2 separate regions of the Ovis aries genome follow, and region 1 is linked to region 2. A link is a contact called in public Hi-C data. All regions are on one chromosome and are shown on one strand. Each heading gives the region's core, a stretch centred on a gene start, on an enhancer-like site or on the middle of the called end of the contact. The rest is flanking DNA. Distances are from core to core; before and after follow the strand shown.

Region 1 (7,262 bases), core at 1,861-4,360, 55 kb after region 2:
CTGGCACATTAGGGCCTGGCACTGAAGAAGCTGAAGGAAGGAGATGGGAAGATTAGGGACCAATAGTCAACTTCCCACCTTCCCTAAAGTGAGTTCATTACCAGTGAAAGAGAAACTATTTATGGGGTAAATGAAGTAACATACGCAGGCTATGACATGGAAGTCAGCTACATATTTACCTGGTAACAGGCAGAAATGAAAATAATTCAGAGCCTGCGGAGTGTTTCAGAGATGAAAAGGAAATGAAACTTTCCACACTGCTGTTAGGGGAGTAAGTTTTATAAGCAAGTCATCGATTTTTAATTTGACTATTGTGATGTTGTTGTTTGGTCCAACTCTGTGATCCCATGGGCTGCAGCATGCCAGGCTTCCCTGTCTTTCACTATCTCCCAGAGTTGGCTCAAACTCATGTCCCTTGAATCAGTGATGCCATCCAACCATCTCCCTTCTCCTCCTGCCCTCAATCTTTCCCAGCATCAGGGTCGATTATGTTGGCATGTAAGGAGTTCACTATAAATGAGAAGTGAAAGGGAAAGCTCCAAAATAAAATATAAAATACAGTCTTCCCCAGAGGTGGACAGCTATGCTGGTAGCAGGTTCATCATTAGATATAGGTGTGTAGTGGGCCCCTCTGTAATCTGGCTTTATCAATATTTGCACTCTAGACCTGGTATGCACTGGAAATATCCAGCCTTTGGAGGGTGCACTTGAGGTCAACAGGCTAAAGAGCCTGGAGCAGCTGAGCTAGTGCGGAGACCACAGCACACTAGAAACGACAGTCGGGTACATTACTTTGCCAACAAAGGTCCGTCTAGTCAAGGCTATGGTTTTCCCAGTGGTCATGTTTGGATGTGAAAGTTGGACTGTAAGGAAAGCTGAGCGCCGAAGAATTGATGATTTTGAACTGTGGTGTTGGAGAAGACTCTTGAGAGTCCCTTGGACTGCAAGGAGATCCAACCAGTCCATTCCAAAGGAGATCAGTCCTGGGTGTGCTTTGGAAGGACTGATGCTAAAGCTGAAACTCCAATACTTTAGCCACCTCATGCGAAGAGTTGACTCATTGGAAAAGACCCTGATGCTGGGAGGGATTGGGGGCAGGAGGAGAAGGGGATGACAGAGGATGAGATGGCTGGATGGCATCACCACCTCCATGGACAAGAGTTTGGGTGAACTCTGGGAGTTGGTGATGGACAGGGAGGCCTGGCGTGCTGCGATTCATGGGGCCGCAAAGAGTCAGACACGACTGAGCGACTGAACTGAACTGAACACATAAATTAGAGGGAACTGAACACCTGAGTGCCTCCTATGGCCAGGGATTGTGCTTGGTGGCTTCTCCACCACGATTCTGTCCAGTTGATACTAATGTTCCATTTCACAGATAAGGAAATCAAGGCTACTTGTAGAACGGGGGCCATGCAGCTTTGAGAGGCTAAACTACCAGGTGCATGCATGCGCGCTAAGTTGCTTCAGTCATGTCCAACTCTGCGACCCTATGGACGGTAGCCCACCAGGCTCCTCTGTCCATGGGATTCTCCAGGCAGGGAAACTAGAATGGGTTGCCATGCCCTCCTCCAGGGGATCTTCCCAACACAGGGATCGAACCCACCTCTCTTAAGTCTACCTGCATTGGCAAGTGGGTTCTTTACTACTGGCACCACCTGCGTGGTAAGCCAAATTTGGACCCGGGTCTGAGGAATTCCAAAGCCTATTTTACCCACCATCACTAGTGAATGGAGAATAACTAACTGACTGACTGTCTCATACACATACACATACACATCACAGGCAAAGCGAAAAGGAACCTTTCCAGTGTCCAATAATAACCCTCACTCATCCTTGCTAATGAGCCTAGATCAGCTTTTCCGTGGAAAGAAAACGGCTCAATTGTTAAGCAGAGTTGAGCTCCGAAAACGCCGTCCGAGGCCTCAGCGCCGTCCGGTCCCGACAAAGCTGCCCCCGGCCCCTCGCCTCATTTTTGTCTCCCCTTCCCTTCCTGAGGGGCCTCGATCAGAACCGCTCTGAGGGACCCGAATCTCACGCCAGGGGCCTGATCCCCGCGGTCCGGCCTCCCCGCCGCCTGCCTCCCCCGATCGCCGCCCTCTTCGGGAGGGACTCTCCGTGCTCCGCCTTCCCCAGCACCTCAAGACCCCCTCACCCCCCTCTCCATCCCGTGTCTCCCCACACGCTGGGAGCCCGCCAGCTCCGCTGGGAAGCGGGGCCGATCGCAATCCCTGCAGCCTGCCCCAGGAGTCCTCCCGCAACCCCGAAAGTCCTCTGACCCGGGTTCCCCTGCCCCCTCCTCCCCGCGCCCCATCACTTGTAGTTCGAGTCCCTAAAGGGGGTCGGGAGAGGAGGCTGGGAGCGGGGCCGAGGGCGCCTCCGGGGTCGGGTGGGAGTGCGGAGGGGAGCCGTGCGCCCTGGACGACGGGCGCGGGGCCCTGGCCGCGGTGGGAGCGACGCGCGTCCCCACGCTCCGCCCCGGCCCGGCGCTAGCCCGCCCGCCCCGAGGTGACCTCAGCCGCGGCTCCCGAGCCCCCAGGCGGGCGGCCTGAGCTGGACTACCGCGCCTCTGCGCAGCCCTGCCCTCGATCGCCCGAAGCCCCTTCCCCGATCCGGCCTGGGGGCCCGCGCCGCCGCTTCCCGGGCGTCTCGGGGCGCAGCGGCCACCGCAGTCCAAGATGCCCCCGGCACCTCTCCATCCCGGGCCCGCGGCGCAGCGCGGCCCGGCATACTCACCGCCCACAGCCCGCCGGGCGGCGGCCTCACTCGGCTCCCGGCCCTGATCTCCTAACTCGCTGCCTTCCTCGGAGCCCCCGGAGGGGTTGGGCGGAGAGATTTGTGGCGATGTCGCGGATCATCCCGGAGCTCCCTGCGCCCGCGGCTCGGCGCTCCGCCTGGCTCGGCGCGCAGTGCGGGCTCCCGGCGCCTCTGCTTCTCGCTGCCCGGCCAGCTCCGTCTTGGGGAGCTTGGAGATAGAGACCTCAGTCCATGTGGCTTTAAAAAAAAAGGGGGTGGGGTGCGTTTGGAGGTGCCCGAACCTAACCTGAGCTTCCTTCCAATCCGTGCAATTTCAAATCTCCACGCTTGTTCATTCCCATACCGGCTAATTCTGGTTTGGCAGGAAAAAAAAAAAAAATGCAGTCACCTCACGTGCACACTCTTGTGGCGGGTTGTAGTTTTCAGCTTTGACTGAGGTTTTCAAATGCTCTCGGCACGTTTATAACTGGAGGAAAGGACCTGAAACCTAACATGCAGGTGGGAATAGAAAGACCTTCTTTATTTCTCTGAGATAGGAGAGAAGTGATGGGGGAAGAAAAAAAAAGAAAATCCTCACTAAAGGCTGGGCCACATAATATAGCAGCTTGTAGGTGGAAGAGTCAGGCAGGCCCTGCAGTGTTCGCGACCAAAGCCTGCGTGGTGGGTTCCCTTGTGGCTCAGCTGGTTAAGAATCCGCCTGCAATGTGGGAGACCTGGGTTTGATCCCTGGGTTGGGAAGATCCCCTGAAGAAGGGAAAGGCAACCCATTCCAGTATTCTGGCTTGGAGAATTCCATGGACAGAGGAGCCTGGCGGGCTACATTCCATGCGATCACAAAGAGTCGGACGGGACTGAGAGACTTTCGCTCACCTCACTTCATCCTGCGTGGTACCTCTCCTTGTCCTCTTTCCAGTATCTGACCATTGTCTGGTTCCTCCATTCGTGGGCACCATGGATTTCATTTCCACCTGTACCTGCTTTGTTCCCAACAGGGTACCCAACTCAATGCTTTGCCCAGGGAGAGTTTTCAGTATTTGTTGAGTGAATGTGTGAATAAATGAAACCAGTGCTATTTTACTTCACTGGACACGCTCTGTTCTCTATTGCTGTTCTAATAGAGCATCACCATCTTCGTGACTGAAAGCAGTAGCTTACTATTTCATAATTCTGGGGGTCAGAAGTCTGAAAGGGATCTTCGCTAAAATCAAGGAGCTGGCAGGTTTGTGTTCCTCCTGGCAGCCCTAGGGGAGAACTCAGACTTCTGGAGTCGGCCCACATTCCCTGGATCCCGGCCACTTCTTCTGTCTTCAAAGCCAGAAATGGCTGCATCATTCTGTACCTTTCTACACAGTCGCAGCTCCCACAGGCTCTTCTGTTCTGCTCTTCCACATTTAAGGGCTCTTGGGATTACATTAGGCCTACCCGGGGTAACTGGGTTATTGGATAATCCAAACAATCTCCCCATTTTAAGGTCAGCTGATTAACATTCTTAATGACACCTACAACCTTAATTCCCCTTTGCTCTTTAAGGTAACATATTTACAGGGTCCAGAGTTTATGATGTGGATATCTTTGAAAGTGAAAGTGTTAGTGGCTCAGTTTTGTCCGACCCTTTGTGACCCTATGGAACTGCAGCCTGCCAGGCCCCTCTGTCCATGAGATTCTCCAGGCAAGAATACTGGAGTGGGTTGCCATTCCCTTCTCTAGGGATCTTCCTGACCCGGGGATCGAACTCAGGTCTCCCTCATTGCAGGCAGATTCTTTACCATCTGAGCCACCAGGGAACCCAGTGGACATCTTTGAGGGACTATAATTCTACTTATCATAAATTTCCATCTTTCTTCCTAGTTCCTTGTTTTTTTTGCAAAACAAAAATATTCACATTGCTCCTTCTTATATCAAGCCTTGATTAAAAATAATTGAGAACATTACAAGAAATTGTGGTTAAGTGAGAACATTTTGATGAGGTACCAGGCTTATGTGGTTCATATGTTTTCCTTTTGCTGATCAGAACATGAGCAAATGGATAATATTCTTGTGGGCTGACCTTCTCAGATACCATTCATTTCAACCTGGCTTTTGACAGCAAGTCAAGATAGAGTTTCTGGCAAATACCTCAAGTGTAGATGATCCATCTTGTTTGGAAAGAGCTATGTAAGATTTTTTTTTTCTCTGTAAGACTAAGTCTTTTTTTATCCCTCTGAAATATTTTAGATTTATTGAGGTATAATTCATGTAGCGTGAACTATATATATTTAAATGTACAACTTGATGAGTTTTAGCATAAGTCTGTGGAACCATCAGCTCAATCAAATAACTCCAAAATTTTTCTGTGCCCTTTGAAAGCCAGCCACCTCACCCCCCCCCCCCCCCCCCCCCCACACACACAATCCCAGGCAAACTCTCATCTGCTGTCTGAGAAACTTCTCCTCTGGACCATGGGTATTTTGCATCCAGAATACCCAAAAAAAGCTTTTCTTTTTTTCCCCTTCCAGCTTTATTGAGGTATAATTGACAAATAAATTATATATACTTAGAGTGTACAACGTGATGATTTGATACACATATATATTGTGAAATGACTGTCACATCACAATCAAGTCAATAAAACCATCTGTCACCTCATGTGTCAGGTTTTTTTTTTATTTTTTGGTGGTGGTGAGAACGCTTTGTCTACTCTCTCAGCAGATTTCATGCATACATTTAGTGAAAGTGTTAGTTGCTCAGTCTTGTCTGACCCTTTGCATCCCCATGGACTGTAGCCCACCAAGCTTCTCTGTCCATGAATTTCTCCAGTCAAGAATACTGGAGTGGGTTGCCATTCCCTTCTCCAGGGATCTTCCTGACCCAGGGATCAAACCCAGGTCTCCCTCATTGCAGGCAGATTCTTTACCATCTGAGCCACCAGGGAAGCCCTAAGCATACATTACCATATTGTTAACTATAGTCACCGTGCTGCACCATAGATTTCTCACCAACATTTCCACATTTCTCTCACCCACGAGACCCTGGCAACCACTGCTCTACTCTCTGCTTCCATGAGCGCAACTCTTTTTTTTTTTTTAGATTCTACATGAGTGAGATTCTACAGCTTTTGTCTTTCTCTGCCTAGTTTATTACACTTGCCACAGTGTCTTCGAGATTCCTCCTGTCACAAGGGGCAGGATTTCCTTCTTTTTTAATAGCTGAATAATATTCCATCAGTGGACACTTTCCATCAGTGGACACTTACTTGGATTGTCTCCATATTTTGGTTACCATGAAGAATGCTGCAGTGAGCACGGGACTACAGCTGCCTCTTCAGGACACTGATTTCATTCCCATAGAAGGCTTTTTCCAAGAAATCATTTCATCTTCACAAGTGTCATTGCTGTTAGCTGTCTGGCAGTCTTTTGTTGACACAGCTAGGTTGAGAGCAGGGCTGGAGCACAGGCGCTTACTATCTGTGAGTCACAGATTGGTGTGTCTGGGTTAAATGAATAAAAAGCCATTCTAAATCAGAACATGAAAGACAAGTGCTGAGCTCTTTTCATGTATCTGAGGTGGAAGACCCTGACATTATCTCTTGAGTTCTAGGCAAATCACATATCGTTTCACAATAGTAATCTTACTTTAAACTTCATTGTATCAAGTAATAACCTTGTCCTTTAAGGAGACAAAATGATTCAAGTGCTGCTTCTAAAAGCCTTTCCTCTTAGTTTTTATTATTTATTCAGCTGCTTTCAGAAATCATGGTTAAAATTGGGGTGGAACTAAGGCTGTGGACAATCTGTGCTTCAATTTTGGGGCCTTGATAGTATGGATTAGACAGAAAGTGGGAGCAAATCAACTTTTGAGGAAGTTCTAGCACAGAATATTGAAAGTTTTAGGGAAAACCAGTGCTCCCCAACCTTTCTTGGCACCAGGGACTACTTTCCTGGAAGACGATTTTTCTACAGACCAGAGAAGGGGAGGGATGGTTTTGGGATAGTTCAAGTTCAGTATTTTTATTGTACACTTCCTTTTTGTTTGTTTTTTCATTTTCTTTTTTTTTAAATTTTATTATTTATTTATTTTTTTAATTTTAAAATCTTTAATTCTTACATGCGTTCCCAAACATGACCCCCCCTCCCACCTCCCTCCCCACAACATCTCTCTGGGTCATCCCCATGCACCAGCCCCAAGCATGCTGCACCTTACGTCAGACATGGACTGGCGATTCAGTTCTTACATGATAGTATACATGTTAGAATTCCCATTCTCCCAAATCATCCCACCCTCTCCCTCTCCCTCTGAGTCCAAAAGTCCGTTATACACATCTGTGTCTTTATTCCTGTCTTGCATACAGGGTCGTCATTGCCATCTTCCTAAATTCCATATATATGTGTTAGTATACTGTATTGGTGTTTTTCTTTCTGGCTTACTTCACTCTGTATAATTGGCTCCAGTTTCATCCATCTCATCAGAACTGATTCAAATGAATTCTTTTTAACGGCTGAGTAATACTCCATTGTGTGTATGTACCA
Region 2 (7,072 bases), core at 3,616-6,115:
TTAGTACAAAAACATATATACTTGATTTCCCCCCACCGTAAAATTGAGGACCAGAAACAAGTATTATGAATAATCATCATACCGTATATTTTTTTTCCACTTAAGAAAAGGTATTAAAGTTAAGAGTTTTGAACTTGTTGCTGCTAGGAAGCTGATTATTCATATTTTTAAAGGAAAGAGGATTTTTGTTTGTTTGCTGTTTGGTTTTTTGTTTTTTAATTGATATGTAATTGACTTAAAACACTGTGTTAGCTCCAGGTGCATAGCATGGTGACTTGCTATTTCTATACATCACAAGATGATCACCACTGAAGGAGAGTTGTAAGTGAATAAAATATAGGAGTGGGAATGTATGAAAGCTTCTCTCGGGGCCTGGGTCTGTCCTGAGAGTCAGTGGAAGGATTTGATGGAAAATAACAGCAGCTGCAGTAGCTCAAGGAATCGATTCCTTACATGGAGCAGCTGTCTTTCCTCCGGGTTTTGCTCATTTCCACTTGCTAGTCCTCTCCCTCTCAATGTCCTGCCATTATTTTAGTGCAATCTTGATAATAGCCTCCATAATTTACCCAGAGCTCTAAAGTAGGGCTTTTCTAGGTTGCTGATTTCAGCCCTCAGAATCCTTGCGGAGCAGAATTATTCCAAGATGGAACATGATCCAAGGCTGCTGCTTTTTTTTTCTTTCTGTGTAATATTAACCTTTCATTTCTGCCGTTAGTCTGAATATTGTGGTCATTTGCCTACTTTCCCCTTCATTTATAAACTACTTTCATTTTTGTTTTTGTCCCATCAGTTATTACATTATTTTATTAAGAAGTCTTCTATTTCAAACTTTGGGGGCATTTTTTAGTCATGGAATTGATTTATTATCCATGAACATTTCCTGAGCACTGACGACACAGGAAAAACCCTTCTATACGTCGCAGGCAGCCACATGAGTCCATCAGTCCCTGACCCCGAGGAGCTCATCATCCTGAACTGGGGGCAGGTTTATTGGCAAATTATTCATGTCCCTATCCCACCCTTTCCTGTGGTCCCAGGAAGGGAGGGCTCCTTCTTCTTCCAGGTCAGTGCCACCTGCCATCTGGTGCCAAGGTCTAGCTGGAGGGATTTCAGGTTGTCACTTATCTGCTTTTTCTTTCTTTTGAAAAAAAAAAATTATTTATTTCTTTTGACTGTGCTGGGTCTTTGTTCTGCACTCGGACTTTTTTCTCTAGCTGCAGCGAGCAGGGGCTACTCTCTAGTTGAGCTGGGAGGGCTTCTCTTATTGCGGAGTGAGGGCTCTAGGGTGCACGGGCTTCAGTAGTTGTGGAGTGTGGACTCAGTAGTTGTGGCTCCCAGACTCTAGGGCACAGGCTCAATAGTTGTGGCCCACGGGCTGAGTTGCTCTGCGGCAGGTAGGATCTTCCCAAATCAGGGATGGAACCCGTGTCTCCTGCAGCGGCAGGCAGATTCTTGACTACTGAGCCACCAGGGAAGCCCTTTTTCCTCTGTGTACTTGTTGTTACGTGCATTTTTGCTTTTTATTTATAAAAATTTTAGATTTATAAAAGAGTCATAAAGATAATGCAAAAGGTTTGAATATGACCTTCACCCAGCTTCCCCTAACCCGGGACATTTATCAAAACTTGGCAGCTAATGTTGCTACAATACTATTAACGAAACCACAAACTTGATTTATATTTCATCACTTTTTCCACCAACGTCCTTTCAGTGTTTCACAATCCAATCTGGGATACTACGTTACATTTAGTTCTTATTTCTAAATCTTTCAATTGTTTTTTCCTCTCAGTATATTGATTTTTCTCAAATCAGCCTCATCTTTCATAAAAAAAACTCTTGACTATATTCTTATTAAAAATTTTTTTGTCTTCCAACACTGCACAGCATATGGAACTTCCCCAACCCTGGATTGAATTTATATGCCTTGATCCCTGGGTTGGTAAGATCCCCTGGAGGAGGAAATGGCAACCCACTCCAGTATTCTTGCCTGGAGAATCGCATGGACAGAGAGAAGCCTGGTGTGCTACAGTCCTTAGGGTCGCACAGAGTCGGACACGACTGAAGCAACTTAGCACGCACAAAGTGGAAGTGCAGATTCTCAGTCACCAACCACTAGACCACATGGGAAGTCCTCTTGGCTCTATTCTTATTCAATCTCTTTCCTTCCTTGTTTGGGGGAAAAAAAAAGGATTTACATGTCGGTTCACACTCAGCAAACCAGCATCATTCAGCGGACTGAGATTTTATAATCCCTGAGAAAATGGGAACAGTAAGGGTGTGTCCTGGTGACACTGTGAAGAATCCACCCTCCAATGCAGAAGATGCAAGGGATGTGAATTTGATCCCTGGATTGGGAAGATCCCCTGGAGGAAGAAATGGCAACCCACTGCAGTATTCTTGTCTGGGAAATACCATGAACAGGGGAGTCTGGAGGGACTATAGTCCACAGGGTCGCAAAGAGTCAGACATGAGTGAGTGACTGCACACACACACACACACAGAGACAGGTGATAATATAAATTTGTTACATATGAATGACCATTCTTTAACAGAGGTCAGCCCTTCCTACTGGAGGGAGATTTAAAATATCCCTTCTTTTATAAAACAATGGTATTAAAACATGATAATTTTAGCGAATTACCCTTACTTGGCGAATTACAAAGTGAGCAATCTTTTGGTTCTTAATTGTTGTTTGGTTTGATTTCTAAAAATTTCACTGATCTTATCCAGAATTCTGGGAATCCCGGGTCTTCTGTCTGCCTATCCCTCCTCTCTCATCTCCCCTCTGTCCACGCCTCCTAATATCTCTGGCCTCATTCACAGTAACCTCTTGGTTGTCACATCCAAAGGATGAGGCCTCCCACTCCCTGACCCATCTCCACTTCCAGGATTCTCTGGTGGGTTTCTTCCTGGTGGCTTGCTCACTGATTCATTGGCTAAACCTTTTGTGGGGGCTGAAGGTGGCTTTCTAAAATACACGCTGGTCATGTCACTGCCCTGCTCAGTGACCCTTAGCTATGTCCATCATTTTCAGAATGGGATCCATAGTCTTGGCTGGCACTTCAAGCCACTGTGTCCCAGCCCCGGTTCCCGCCCACAGCCCCAGCAAGGCAGACCGTGCGCTATCCTGTGTGCTCAGCTCTCTGCGCCCCTAGGCCTTTCTTACGTTGTTCCCTTCAGCTCAGACAGTATAGAACCTGCCTGCAAAGCAGGAGGCCCGGGTTCAATCCCTGGGTCAGGAAGATCCCCTGGAGAAACAAATGCCAACTCACTCCAGTATTCTTGCCTGGAGAATCCCATGGACAGAGGAGCCTGGTGCGCTACAGTCCATAGGAGTCGCAGAGTCCATGACTGAGCGACTAACACTTTCTTTTGAAGGAATGTCCTCCCTTCTGACCCACCACTCTTAACTCCTGAATGTCCCCTCCCTTGTTTGGGTTTTGTGTTATGTCAATTTTGTTTTATTTTTGAAAAAGAAAATTGATTTGCATTGCAATAACCAGGTTGACAATTGAATAAAAAATGATGTCTTTTAATGTGTAGTAAAAAGTAAATTTCCCTCCCATTCTTGATCCTCATTCCTCTAATTCTCATCTCCAGCAACAATCATATTTCCCGTGTCTTGTATGTCCTTCCAGAGAGTCTATGCACATGTAAGTGTGTGTGTGTGTGTGTGTGGTGTGTGAGCATATAAACATCTATATATACACACTCTTTTAAAAAGCATAAAAGCATATGGTAGCACTTTATACATTGTGCTCTGTCCGTGTTTTTATCTAAAACATATTTTAGATCTCTTTCATGTCTACATCTAAATCTTCAATTTAGAAAAGTGATTTAAGTTATTGTTATATGGACAAGTTGTAATTTTTAAAACCAGATCCCTAATGATAGACATTCAAGTGGTTTTCCCTCTGCTATTTATAAATAACTCCCCAGACTATGGCCAGACCAGACTCTGCAAAATTGAGTTTGCCTTGGAAGCATAAAGACACATGAGAGACACAGAGGGTGTGGGGACTCTGGTGGGCAGGAGTCCGAGCCTGGGAGAGCCCGTGGTGCTAGCCCACAGCCAAGTCTGTAAGTTTCCACTTATCCCACTTAATGCCACCAGTGATGAGGGCCATCTGGCTGCCTGGTCTTGCTCTGATTTCATGTTGACTAAACCATGGAGCCTCCAGGGATGAGCATCTAAAGGTCTGGTGAGCTGGAAGGGTGTATTTCTCTGGGTAAACCAACACAGTCACTCTGCATCCTGTGCGCTAAGTCGCTTCAGTCGTGTCCGGCTCTTTGTGACCCTGTGGACTATAGCCTGCCAGGCTCCTCTGTCCTTGGGATTCTCCAGGCAGGAATACTGGAGTGGGTTGCCATTTCCTCCTCCAGGGGCTCTTCCCGACCCAGGAATCGAGCCTGCATCTCCTGCATTGGCAGGTGGATTCTTAACCATCTGAGCCACCAGGGAAGCCCCTCCTCTTTATTGGAACTTGGCTCAGATGAGCACGCCCTTGAAAGGTGGATCCTGTGTCTTGGGACACCAGAACGTCACACCGAGGGCCAGCCCTGGGGTTGTGGTGGGCTCACTGAGGTGAGGCTGCCATGTGGGACCTTCCTGGGGGCTGCTGAGGTCCAGATGGGAGGAGGTGGGTATGACCGTGACCAGCAAATGGACATATTTGTCTTGTCTGGAACTCAGGAACAGGCCCCCATGAAACCCGCTGAGGAAGAAAGTCTCTCCTCTGTCACGTTTTGGCCTATGGAGAGCAGATTTTTCCTCATGGTCCCAAATTCTCTATGACTGTGAGTCCCAGGTCTGGCCAAGCAGGCAAGCCACAACGGGGTTATTTTGACATCTCCACTGTGTACAGAGAGTGTGGGTGTTGAAATCAGCTTGAGGCCAGAGAGCTGGGTTCTGTTCTTCACTCAGTGACTCCCCACCATGAACCCTGGGCAGTCACACCCTTATCCCCTCTCAGCCTTAACTTTCACATTGTAAAAGGAAAGATTTTAGCTATTAATAGATAAGTCCTAGGATCCCTGATGCGAAGAACTGACTCATTTGAAAAGACCCTGATGCTGGGAAAGATTGAAGGCAGGAGGAGAAGGGGACGACAGAGGATGAGATGGCTGGATGGCATCACTGACTCAGTGGACATGAGTTTGAGTAAACTCTGGGAGTTGGTGATGTACAGGGAGGCCTGGCGTGCTGCAGTCCATGGGGTCACAAAGAGTCAGAGGCGACTGAGTGGCTGAACTGAACTGGACTGAACTCAAGGATCCCTTAGAACGTCTGCATAGTTCATGTATGTTAAGTTCATGCACCACCACCAGGGGGAGCTAAATCCACGATCAGCTAAGTTTTGGATCCAAGTGGCTAGACTCAGTCAAGATGGGTATTTTGTGTTTTGCACCCTGAGATGTATCAAGCAAAAGAGCCCTAGGGTTTGTGAGTCCTGGCTGGGGGTATTTTGTGGACCAACTTGTAATGCAAAATAAAACTAAATATTTTCCTTATGAAATACAATGATCCATAAATGAAGTTACACTGGTGGAAATTTCAGCTCCAAGAATTCCTTCCTTTCCCCCCAAAACCTCATCATTTTCTCCCATAATTTCTGTTATATAAGATACACTGACACCCTGAAATGTATTGTGCTGGGAAAGAAATAATCATCTAGAGTTCATATTTTTAAAAAGAGGTTCAGATATGTTTGTTTTTTTTTAATACTAAGAAATCTTTTTAAGAGTTTCCCTTTATTGTTTATATTTAGAATATGTTGTAATCTGAGTAGAGAAACTGGACCTTGAAGGGCTGTTGAAGGTGGGATTAAAACAATGAACGACCTGCCTAACATCAAAATGTCTGGAGGGTTGTCAGTATCATAAGATTCAGTATTGCTGTTTGACAGTAACGTTCATGATGTGAATATAATAGTTTTTGCCTTTAATATTTATGCAGAAAGGGTCTTAAATGATGATGCCCTATTATTCTATTCATTTCTGTTTGTAGTTCACTCTTTTCCTTTATTGAAATATGTTGAGACCAGCATGAAGTATGAAAGTAAAGACGATAGCCTGCTTTCTGCTCCAAAGTGGGTATAACAGTATCATGAACAGAGATAATGCTTACATGCTTTTCCCCTTCTCCAGAAAGAAAGCAGAATGCGTGGGAACAAAGCAGGCCAGGCCAAGGGTGGTGAGAGTGGACTGCTTGGCCTCCTGAAGCCATGGATGGGGTGGGTAGTGGCAGCTGGTATGACCAGTTGGGTCCACACACCAGGTGGGTCCGACATCAGTCAGGCGCAGGGTCAGTTCACCTTCAGACAGCTGTCACATGGTGGGGGGAGCTCTCAATCCTGGTGCTGGACCTCCCCAGACTCCCAACCCTGGTGACTGAACTGGCCCCCCAGTAGCTAGGTGCCCGTGGGAACTTTCTTCCCGGTGTCTTATCAGAAGTGGATGAGGTAGCATCTGTTCCGTCTCCCTTTCCTCCCCATCAATTACATCTTTCCGTGTACTTTACCTGTGTCACCCCTAGTAATTGTCACAGCACTAAAAGTTTAACATCATTTCCATGTAGTCACAATAAGTACCACTTATTGAATACCTACTATGTGCTAAGCATTGGATGTACATAATCCAGTGCAGTCCTCAAACAGAGCTGTGGGATGGTTGGGTAGAGACCACCCAGTCTTGATTATCAAGGCAGAAATAGAGACTCAGATAAAGCACACAAGTAATGCGCAGTGGAGTCTAGTGCTGCGCCCAGGCAGCCTTACTCAGTGGCCAGTGTGCTTAAATCACTTTATTCTGCTCCTTAGATGAGCAAATGCAAGATCGGATGTGGAGACAGGCTTAGAGCAGTAAGTAGAATGCCCAGGAGGACTTAATCATTAAGTGTCAGGGCCAGTGCTCAAATCAACTGTGTTTGCTGGTTACCTTGTCTACCTTGGTACCTGAAGAACACAGGAAAATATTCTCTCTTATAAGATGGAGTTAAGTATGCGAATGTGTTTTTTCACTCAGTGAAACAAGAGCTGCAGCAGGTAGGTCCCACAATGACAGGCCATGGCCT

The links. A called contact is a pair of places that touch in the nucleus more often than the background predicts.
Region 1: a Hi-C map of tail adipose tissue shows a contact between it and region 2, with 2.2 times the contacts expected there. The contact joins the promoter of SLC16A14 here to the enhancer-like site in region 2. A contact is called at or near these places in 3 of 16 Hi-C or Micro-C datasets (omental adipose tissue, retroperitoneal adipose tissue and tail adipose tissue).

What each region holds. Positions count from the first base shown.
Region 1 is chr2:232,097,947-232,105,208 of ARS-UI_Ramb_v3.0, forward strand. It overlaps SLC16A14 (solute carrier family 16 member 14), which reads right to left and starts at 3,111. Exons shown (of 6, transcript XM_042244357.2): 1 at 2,737-3,111.
Region 2 is chr2:232,041,201-232,048,272 of ARS-UI_Ramb_v3.0, forward strand. All of the region lies in intron 3 of FBXO36 (F-box protein 36), which reads left to right. LOC132659231 (a long non-coding RNA gene) reads right to left here. Exons shown (of 2, transcript XR_009599430.1): 2 at 5,989-7,072. Among named protein-coding and RNA genes, the nearest start is that of SLC16A14, 56 kb to the right of the region's middle. Within about 2 kb of position 4,866, at least 2 of the 54 cell types and tissues checked have an H3K27ac peak or open chromatin away from gene starts, as enhancers often do. A contact at or near this core is called in tail adipose tissue, where this site is marked.